Linked DNA regions of Mus musculus: region 2 is linked to region 1. The links are chromatin contacts, called in public promoter capture Hi-C maps. All regions are on one chromosome and are shown on one strand. Each heading gives the region's core, a stretch centred on a gene start, on an enhancer-like site or on the middle of the called end of the contact. The rest is flanking DNA. Distances are from core to core; before and after follow the strand shown. Region 1 has its middle 26 kb from the start of S1pr1. Region 2 holds the start of Rtca (RNA 3'-terminal phosphate cyclase).

Region 1 (5,533 bases), core at 1,767-4,266:
AGGTAAAAACATAATCAGTTTAAGTTCATCCTGTTACAAGTGGAGTTCAAGGCCAAATGACCTAAGACCCTGTCAGAGAAGAGAAGAGAAGAGAAGAGAAGAGAAGAGAAGAGAAGAGAAGAGAAGAGAAGAGAAGAGAAGAGAAGAGAAGAGAAGAGACAGGACAAGAAGAAAAGAGGTAAGAATGAATAGAATAGAATAGAATAGAATAGAATAGAATAGAATAGAATAGAATAGAATAGAATAGAATAGAATAGAATAGAATAGAATAGAAACTGTTGTTACTGTCACACAAAGATTAAAATGGATTAGAAGGGGCTGTATCTTCAAGGAGTCTGTGATACCTTTAGTGATACTTGCTGAATGTCATGGAAACTGAGAGTAGAAAAAAAAAGAAAGAAAGAAAAATAAGATCTAAAAATAACAGAAACATTTAAGGAACTAACCCCAGCCTCTTCCAAACAGAAGGATCTACCCTCCTTCCCCTGAAAAAGGAACTGGATCAGGTTTTCCTTTGTTATGAGCCTGGAAGCCCTAAAAGAATCTTCCCTGCTCTCTCTTAAAGACAAACCAGCCCAGGAAACCAGTGCTGGGTGTGTCCGGGAGATGAAAGAGCTAACATGCACTCCAGTGTAGTTTAACTTGCTACTGTGGACTCCCCTTTTATTCCTCCACATTAATCTATAACCACTGTGAATCATCATTTTCAACCTAATAGAAAAATCCATTTGTATTCAAGAGAATGTGGAGAAGTGGCTCATCATAAATAACTAGGCATTCTTTTTTTTAAAAAAGTGTTTGTTTAATTGGCACACAGTGATCCTTCTGATTTGTGGGGTGATGTTCCTGGCAGGGAGGCATGGCAGCAGGAACCTGAGAGGTCATGTCTTCAACAGCAACTGTGAATCAGAGTGAGTGAACTGAAAACTAGGAATTCCCACACTCCACCTCCAGTGATGCACTTCCCTACAGGAAGGCTCCATCGCCTCCCCAGCCGACACCATCACATTGGGATCAAGTTTCCCAGTACCTAAAGGACCTAATAGGATACATTTCTCATTCAACACCCCCCCCATGTGCAGTATCATTTCAATACATGCACACAGCATGCTACAGCCAGATCATCATCTTTAATTTGCATCTTTTCTTTGGGTTGGGAATATTCAAATCCTTTCTATTACCTGTCTCATAATAGTCAGTTAATTATTGTCAACATAGCTCTACATTTGTCCCTTTACTAATTTCCATAGATATGCATGTACATAACCATACATATAGATATGTGTCCCCACACTCCAAGTGAGAGGCTAAAACAAAATCTCCAGTTTTTCCTCTAACCCACTGATGAACTTTTAGCGAAACCTCACAGAACAACCGTAGCAACAACAAAGCAGGGTGTGGTGTCCTGTTCAGGATCCCAGTATTCAGTGGAGACAAAAGCCAGAGTCAGCTCACACTTAACAGGTGACCAAGGGAATCATGTTAATACCCTGAGAAATCATATGGGTTCACTTCCAACTTTTCCTAACATGATATGTTTCACACTTGCAGGCAACTGTGGTCATATAACTGTACTGACTGGTTTTGTGTGTCAACTTGACTCAAGCTGGAGTTATCACAGAGAAAGGAGCTCCCTTGAAGAAATGCCTCCATGAGATCCAGCCGTAAGGCATTTTCTCAATTAGTGATCAGGGGAGGAGGTCCCATTGTGGGTGGTGCCATCCCTGGGCTGGTAGTCTTGGGTTCTGTAAGAAAGCAAGCTGAGCAAGCCAGGGGAAGCAAACCAGTAAAGAACATCCCTCCATGGCTTCTGCATCAGCTCCTGCTTCCTGACCTGCTTGAGTTCCAGTCCTGACTTCCTTTGGTGGTAAGTAGCAATGTGGAAGTGTAAGCTGAATAAACCTTTTCCTCCCCAACTTGCTTCTTGGTCATGATGTTTGTGCAGGGATAGAAACCCTGATTAAGACAATAACAAAGCATGGGGATGGTGTATGATGACAATTTCCTTAAATTTCCTCTTGTCTCATTTAGCTACTACTCCATTAGAGTGCTTATTTCACGACTCTTCCTGATCCTTTCCCCCCCACCCCACCTTCCCACCACCACCAAAGGAAAAGTCTAAACTTACTACAGGATTCATGATTTAAGGATTCAACATATTTCAGTATTTCATGTCATTAACAGGGTTTGAGATTTCAAATTACAAAACTTGCACAGGTTTTGAGTGATCTGTCCTCTAGTTTAATTTCCCCATAAACAGTTATTCTTAGTGCAGAAAGGCATGAATTATCCTATACCTTTGCATTAATATTAAGTCAGAATGTGCTTGAATAGCCAAGTGACCCAACTATATAATATTATAGTGAATTAACTGCACATCAGAAGCTGCCTAACATCAGCTAGGACTACATAGCAAGAGGTGTCATTTTTAAAACGTGCTCAGCCCTAAAATCATATACATACATTATACAGACTAAGCAGATTGTGTTTGTATATTTAGAAGTATATGGATATGTACATATGTATGTGTCAACAATTAAAGAGAAAGAGCCAGAGACCGTGAATTTGAGGGAGTGGAAGGGCAGCACATGGGAGAGGTTGGCGAGAGGAAAGGAAAAGGAGAAAACAATGTAATTATACTTTAATTTCAAAAATTAAAAATTAAACAAAAGAACTATAAAACTTGATGTCATATAGATAAATGATGGCTGCAAGAAATAAAATAAGTTGACTATGAAAAAGAGAAGAAAAACAGAAGTGTAGATTCTAAAGGAAACAATAGCACAAAGGAATGGGGAAAATTAGCTGCAAGAAACAAACCGAAGGGCAGAAGAGGAAGTGTTAAGTTAGCACAGGAAAATAGCTGGAACCAAAATACTCCGAAGACCTCTGCTGCTAGCTCTTTTGAGTTTTTTGGTTTTTTGTTTTTTTAAGTGGCTGGCTGAGATGTGAGTCTTCCCGTTTCCTGACTTGCAATGCCCGCCTTCTTTACCAACACTGAGATCACAAAGGCTGTCAGCAGACCATGAGTCAGCGCTGCGAAGAGAAAAGGCATCAAAGACTGACCCTTACCAACCCAGTTCCTCTGTCTTCCATTCAACACAGCGGATTGAAAAGCAGACACAAGTCATGGTTTCAAAACCAGTCCGAAATGTTTAAGTTTCCAGTTTAGAGTCATTACAGCATAACTCAGGTCACCTGACATCTTCTTCCAGAGTTCTCCAAGTGTTGTTTGTGACAACGGCTTGCAAGTCAGCAAAGCCAGAATTCCAGTCCCCACCATGGCAATGACTAGCTTGGGAACTTCAAACAATAAACTTTTTAATCCTCACTTTCTTTCCCCAGCAGAAGAGATTCCAAGGATAAAGAACTTCCTCAGTCTGTAAGCAATGCCTCAAAGATTACACAGCAGTAAAGACCATGGAAAGGATTGAACACACAAAGATACACAGAATGAAGGAGTGAGAGTCCTGGTGAAAGGAGCCAGCGGAAGCTAGGTGGGTGGCACAGGAGGGAGGTAAAAACAAAAGGAGTTCAAGGTGATCCTCAGCTACCCAGTGAGCTCAAGTTCAACCTGGCCTGTGAGAGAGAGTCTTTCTCAAGCAACCAAACAACAATAAGAGTGTTAGAAGAACAAAGAGACAGGGATTCAGTGTGCATTGTGTATATCAATAGACCTGCCTGTGTGTGTGTGTGTGTGTGTGTGTGTGTGTGTGTGTGTGTGTGTGTGTGTGTGTGTGTTTTACCATAGGGGATTTCAAAAGAAAAAATTTAAACTTTGTTTGTTTGTTTGTTTGTTGACAAAGCCTCACGCAGGTCAGAACTCTGACCGTCCTGCCTTTACCTCTTGGGTGGTAGGCAGTTTACAACAGGTTGTTGATTAAAACCAAGATTTCCTACATGATAGGCAAGCACTTTTCAAAATCTTAAGTGGGGAGCTTGAGAGAACTCAGCACTTGCTTGTCTTCCAGAAGACCCAAGTTTGGTTCCTGGCACACATGTAAGACAGATTAAAATTTAAGTTTTAAAATTTAAGCTGCAGGCACCTGTACAACAAGAGGGTGTTGGGGATTTTAAAGTTACTTTCCCTTCCAGGGCAGGCATGGGAGTACAATGGGAACAAAAGTTCACTAACATCACATTGCCCAGGGAATTTCTTCTATGTGATGGAAACTTCACTGTCAGGTCAAGTAAAATTCAACAATCCTAGTTTTTCAAAGGTCTAACATCTTGGTTTTCTACTTGATGAAACTTTAGCATACATGACTCCTTATTTATTCATTTGTGTGTTTGTTTGTTCATTTGTTTGTTGTTGCTATTGTTGTTTTGAGAAAGGGTTTTTGTGTGTGTGTAGCCTTGGCTGTCTTGGAACTTCCTCTGTACACTAAGCTGGCCTCAAACTCAGAGATCAACCTGCTTCTGCCTCCCAAGTGCTGGTAAAGGCCTATGTCACCATAATGAGCTTCCACTTCGATTTTTAATGTGAACCAAAGCTCTCCCCGCCCCCCCCCCAAAGCTATTCCTATATACATACAAAGCTGTTTAGAACTTCTCTATAGGGCAGAATGTTGACGATCCAGAATCCAATTGTCTTGGGCTGCCTTTAGTCCCCTAAGAACCATGTATTGCCCACTACTGACCTATCATCCTCGTGACTGTTGGGTAGATGCTTTTTGGAATGTATTGCAGACCACTAACTGCACCAACTCAATAAGCAAAGGGATGACTTAAAATCGTGCACTCTGCCACCATTCCACATCCCTGCACAAGCAATAGAAGTTCCAGGACCACCAATATCTATTTATAGTCAGGCCATCTAAAGCTGCTCAACAGTGGGTTTCTAGAAGCCCACAGCCACAGTTTTACAACAGTGGTAAAAAGTTAAAATGTAAAATATGTTACTCCTTTGCTTCTTGGGTAAGATTCTTTGCAATAGTCTGCCTTAGGCAATGGTTTGCCCAGAGGAAAACTTGAGCTAACTCCAGTAGAACAGGAGACAGATCAATGTCCTACTTCAAACTTTCCAAAAGCCAAGTTTCACACACACTTGGTAAAGGGATTTCTTGAGCATTTCTATGAAGCAGTTGTCTTAGAGACTTCACAGGGTTTTTACTACAGGGAAGTGTGGAGGGGCAAGGAGGGAAGGCCACCTACTCGTCACTCAAATTTACTCGGGTGAAAGCTGTATGAAGACATGATACAAAAGCTTGCCCTTTGTGGGCTGGTTAGTAGTTTGAGGCTAGTCTGGGCTATGTAGTAAGATCATGAATCAAAAATAATCAAGCAAAGTACACACACACACACACACACACACACAAAGAAAAAGGAAGAAAGAGGGAGAAGGAGAGGGGAAGAAAGGGGAGAGGAGAAAAGAGGAAAGGAAGACTTGCTAATTGTTAATCTGAAGAATTGTGAAGCGTGTGTGTGTGTGTGCGCGTGTGTGTGTGTGTGTGTGTGTGTGTGTGTGTGTGTGTGTGTGTGTAATTGTTATGAGACACTAATGGTGAAGGTTGTCTAATTGTTACCTCTCTAG
Region 2 (5,533 bases), core at 1,989-4,488, 820 kb after region 1:
TAAAACCTTCAAATTTTTTTCTCAAAGATTTCCTGAAAGCAGCAGTTTATGAAAATGCATTTGGAACAGCCAAGACCTACCCCCTTATTCCTGGGCTGTTGCTGTCACCATGCACAGGACACTACTCAAGTATCAAATCACAGCACTGTTCCTCCCATCAGAGAATTCATGTGACTAGAAACAGAATGTTTAACAAGGAGTTTTCTCCTTATTGTCGACATGAAGAATCACAAAACTTAGGCACAGAATGTGAAGTGTTTTTAAAAATGAAGTATCTAGTCAGATTTTTAAAATGAATTGCTGTTCTTGAAAATAAAACCAATCACAATAAACAGAGTTAGTCACATAGGTTTTCCCCTGACCTTCACACACACTCCAAAGCATGAATGTTTATACATGTGTACATGTGTGTATACACAGGAGCATGCACATGCATGTGCGTGTATGTGTGTGTGCACGCACAAACAAATACAATAAATAATATTTCTAAAAGTTAGGAGGCATAGTCAGGTGGTGGTGGCACACGCCATTAATCCCAGCACTCGGGAGACGAGAAGGGGGATGTCTGTGGGTTCAAGGCCAGCCTGGTCTTCAGAGTGAGTTCCAGGGTTACACTTTAAAACCCTGTTTGGGGAAGGGGGGGGATTAGGAGGCAAAAGACTTAAATTCTAATGTCACTTCTTACCCTGACTCCAAGACGGAGGCTAAGTCACTTAACACCAATGGGGTTTGACTTCCTAATTTACAATATGGAAGTTTTAGAACAAATGCTTTCTCTTTCAGCTTCAAATTTTGCGACTGTCTTAATTATAACTATGACTTTTTCTTTTTTGTATAAAATAACAATGTACTAATGAAAAGACACGTCAAATTCTTTTCCTTGCCTTAGGAACATTCCCACTTGACAGATCTCATTTTAAACCTAATCACAGGTGCCTTTGCCAAGAAGTCTGCTTATACCATAGGTCCGATACCATGGGTTATTAAACATCTTCCTAAAAGAACCATAATTCATTTAAAGTTATTTCTGGGCTGTCAAAAGGTTTATAATATAATGTCTTACTCTGTCAAATGCTTCATAACAGAGCATTGCAGTTTAAAAAAAGGTTACTTTAAGAAGCAATCGGGGGCTGGGGATGAACCTCAGGCAACGAACCTGGCCAGAATTCTTGAGGCAGTGGGCTAGCACTCCAGTACCAGACGCAAAATAAGGATGCAATCAACCAAACAGTGCACAAAAGCAAGCAAACGCTGCTTCCTCTCCACAGTCTGTCATCGTGGGACGCTAGGAGGGGCTCTTAGCAGTTTGTTAAGCCACCCATTTCCCAGGAGGCTGAGTGTGTTTGGGTGGGGTTTTTTATGACTCTTGTTTTGTTTATTTTCTGGTAGTGGGAACTGGACACGGCAACTTTACACTAATCAAGCACTGAACTCGGTCCAGCTCCATCCCCAGGGGGGAGGGGTAACCGGGACAGCTGGGATGTTTAGAGTCAGCATCTCCCTGCACAGCAGGAGATGGAACCCAGGACCTTGGGCATGCAAGGCGAGCCTCCGACACTTTCTAGAGTTACATGGGTACTTACTAAGACAATAAGGGAAAACCAGGTATAGTAGTGACACAGGCCTGCAATCTCAGCCCCTGGGGGTGGGGGCAGTAGGGACAGGGACAGGCGGGATGAGTTCAACATTAGTGTTCACTTACAGGGAGACCTTGCCTTACAAAAACCAAAAAGAAATCTGTAAATAATAACAGCTACAACTAAACAAGCAGGCTTATCATTTACATTTTAAAAAGGGAGAAAACTGAACCTCAAAAGGTCCAAAGAGCACTCCCTCGAAGCCAAAGAATCTACATCTGAACCCAGGTCTGAATGGAGGACTGAGTGAGACATACATACCCTGCTGTCTTGGTATCTGCCGTGTGGACTCCACCTCTGATCTTCTCGGGGGTAAAGGTTATCTCTGTTGAGCCGATTTCTGCTCCCTCCAGGTGCCCGCCACACAAATCACGAACCATTTCCAGTCCAGATAAATGCTGAGGCCTTCAGGTCATAAGACTGCATCAAAACGTGTGCCATCAGACTGCCTATACCCCACTCTATGACAGTTACAAAAGCAATGGCCAGAAAACAAGTGTGATGTCTTCCAACAGGAGAACTTTGTCTGGGGCTTTTGATTTCATTCAATGACCACCCCGTGACACCAGTACTACCTAAATTATGTACTCCTCATCCCTAAATTCCCACCTTGAGGCCTCAACCCACACAAAATGTGATCATTTAAACAGGCCTTTTAAAGGTACAATCAACATAAGGGAGGCTATTAGGGGGTGCGGTAATACAATTTGACTGCTATTCTTATGAAAAGAGAGGGTGAGATTAGAGGAACAGGGATGTAGTTCAGTGGGTAGAGGGCGTGCACAGTGTGGAGGAGGCCTTAGGTTTTATTTCCAGAACCACATAAACTGGGCATGGTGGCACACAGCTGTAATTATAGCATCTGAGAGGTGGAAACAGGAGAATCGAAAGTTCAAGGTTATTCACCCTAGCAGAGAAGTTCCGGATTACCCTGGACTAGATGATATCTTGCAAGAACAATTAACAATAAACCTACCATGACAAGAACATGGACAAGCTACCCTGTTTCAAGGCGTCCTAAGGACAACTAGCGGCCTGCCCTATGGACAGAAACGGAGAGCAAAGGCCGCACTCTTAATTGCCGCCCGGGCCTCCTCCCCCCTAGAACCCGGGCTCCGATCTCCGGGCTCCCAGGCCCCCTACCCAAACTCCCCGCCCGCCCGCCCGCCCGCAGTACCTGAGGCCCGGCGTGCTGCGGCCCGCGCGGATCTTCTGCACGCGCAAGGGTAGGCCCAGGAGGCAGCTCAGGGCGGTGGAGACCCTGAGGATCTGGCCGCCCTGTAGAGAGCACCGGGGTGGAGAAATGACAGAGGTTGAATGGAGGCCCCCGCCGCCACGGCTCGCCCCGGCCCCTAGCAGTCCCACACTCACCCCTTCCATGATCCCACCGTCCACCTCCACCCGCTGGCCCTCCATGGCGGGCGCCTCTGAGCCCGGCCGGCAGCGACCACGTCCCTGCTGCAACCGGCAAAAGACGAGGCGCCCGCAAGCCCGCAGGCCTGATAGTGCGCTTCCGGGCCGAGCTCGCCGGAAGGAGAAAGAACCCGCGCCTCCCGGGAAACTGTTGCTGTGGAAACGAATTCCCCAGGGGACCCTGCCGGCAGCTGTACGCATGCGCTCCACCCAGCGCTCAGAGAGGCCGCGCGGGGCGTTGTGCGACTGTGTACCCAAACTAGCAGGGAACTGGGCTGGCCACAAGGGGGTGACACAGCAAAACCTTCAGGCTCCAGAAGCCCTTTCCCCCCAACAGGTACATTCTTCAGTTATCCCCCAGGCTGGTATTTTATTTTCCCAATCATGTGTAAGCACTGCCTTCTCCAGCATCCTCGGGTACCTCAAAGACTGGGAAATGAGGCTGAATTGTGTGATGAAACATCACTGTCGCCTAATTTCGATACTGTACTAACACAGTATTTTGGAAGCATGTAGATTACTTAAATCAATCTGGAACGTGCTCCAAGATGTGAATGGTTACTTGAAATGTTACCGTCAGAGCCTGGCCCCTGGCAGGCCTTAACAAAGTAGGCTCAGCCAACACCTTCTCAGTAGCCAAGCCAAGAAATAAGTATTAATGGAAGGCAGAAAGAAGAGATCTGTTACGTGTGGTCCCATTGGGAAGAGAAAAAAATAAATAAATAAACCTAGTCTATCTTCAGGGTTCTGATGGAAAGCTTAGGTTTAAGTAGAGAGCAACAGTGATTCACATGCAAGCAGTCCTAATCTAGGTGTGGTCCAGGCCAACACTGACCTGCCATCGACTCAATCTCTTCTGCAAAGTGGTCTAGCAGATTTTAGAACTGTAAAATCTCTTCCTGGGGCTGGCGAGATGGCTCAGTGGTTAAGAGCGCCGACTGTTCTTTCAAAGGTCCTGAGTTCAAATCCCAGCAACCACATGGTGCCTCACAACCATCCGTAACGAAATCTGATGCCCTCTTCTGGGGTATCTGAGGACAGCTACAGTGTACTTACATATAATAAATAAATAAATCTTTTTTTAAAAAAAAATCTCTTCTTGGATGACAAACTTGCCCCCCGGCTGGCTCGGGAACTCCGGCTTTTCCCATGGCCTAGCATGAGACTCAGAGAAACTTCCTTGTCTCATGGTCCGCTAAACCAAAGGGAGAGGCACAAACCCATTATAGTGTACAGAAGATGGTTTAGCGGCCTAAGAACCTAAAAAAAGGAGATACCAGTGATATAATTTTACAGACAGGAAATAATAAGACATTGAAGCAAGGCTGCTGTGCGAATATACATGTTGTACTTTTTAAAAATTATTATTATGTGAATGGGCATAATGTGTACACATTCATCTGTACACAGAGGCCTGAAGAGGGTATCGAATTCCCTGTGACTGGAATTCCAGAGGATTGTGAGCCACCAATCACACGGGTGAGAATCTGACCTGGGTCCTATGGAAGAGCAGCCATCTTCCCTGTGGTACCTTGATTATCATACATATTAGATTCCTATTACATAAATATAACACCCTCTGAAGAAAGCTAATCCTTTTTGTTTTTATTAATCACAGTGCTGGAGGCTGATGTCGAGGTTTGATGCATGCCAAATAAACACTGTACCAAACAGCTATAGTCTCGACCCCAGCTTATGCTTTCTAAAGCCGAACTCCTGCTGTTACTTGGGTGGTAGAAGGAAGTGGACAAGATAGAAGTATGAGGTAGAAACTGTCCAAAAAGCTGTAAGTGATATTGTAACCTGCATTGAAGGAGTGAGTATAGGCAACAGAGACACTCAGAACTGGGATTTCCCCAGGAATTCTTCTCAGGTTGGAAGAAAGACAGAAAGACCAAAAAACAGACAGACAGACAGACAGAAAGAAAGAAAATGTGTCTTCACAAAAGGTTTTGTCTAAAGTTTCAAAAGCAGTATTACTTAAAACAGTCCCAAAGCAGAAATAACGCCTATGTCATTAAAAAAAAAAATTAACATCAAAAGCCTCACAAGATCAGTGAAGTTAGAACTTTCTGGTTATTGTGTGTATGAGAACTGGAAATTGTCAAACCAAAGAACAGCAGGGAATCTCATTTTTGTAGAAGTTACTGCATAGTTTAGAGAGCTCCCACTCAAGTCAACAAGAAAAGTCAACAAGAAGGCTGGTGTGTAGCTCAGTTGGTAGAGTCTGCCTAGCAAGCTCAACAGGTCTGCTTGTTTGGGTTTTGGTTTGGTTTGGTTTTTGGCCACAATTGTATGTATTCAAAATGGGGGTGCTATGTAAAACCCTGACCCCCAAAAGAAGAATCAATAAGAAAACAATGAAAAATGAATGCACACAACAGAGAGGAAACAGTTAAAAGTACATGAAGGAAGCGTTTGAAGAATCAATATCCAGGGTTGGTGTGGGTGGCACATCTCTTCAATCAACAAAGGCAGATAGA

Evidence for each region. Promoter capture Hi-C pulls out the DNA fragments that hold promoters and counts their contacts.
Region 2: a contact with region 1 is called in a promoter capture Hi-C map of liver, with 2.6 times the contacts expected there. The contact joins the promoter of Rtca here to the enhancer-like site in region 1. A contact is called at or near these places in 2 of 39 promoter capture datasets (liver and pre-B cells), 1 of 484 Hi-C or Micro-C datasets (pre-megakaryocyte-erythroid progenitors) and 1 of 115 datasets of contacts at active chromatin or transcription factors (effector CD8 T cells).

Annotation. Positions count from the first base shown.
Region 1 is chr3:115,686,590-115,692,122 of GRCm38.p6, forward strand. No RefSeq gene overlaps it. Among named protein-coding and RNA genes, the nearest start is that of S1pr1, 26 kb to the right of the region's middle. Within about 2 kb of position 3,017, at least 141 of the 459 cell types and tissues checked have an H3K27ac peak or open chromatin away from gene starts, as enhancers often do. A contact at or near this core is called in effector CD8 T cells, liver and pre-B cells, where this site is marked.
Region 2 is chr3:116,504,937-116,510,469 of GRCm38.p6, forward strand. It overlaps Rtca (RNA 3'-terminal phosphate cyclase), which reads right to left and starts at 3,239. Exons shown (of 11, transcript NM_025517.3): 1 at 3,009-3,239; 2 at 2,815-2,915; 3 at 1,899-2,042. The coding sequence starts at 3,053.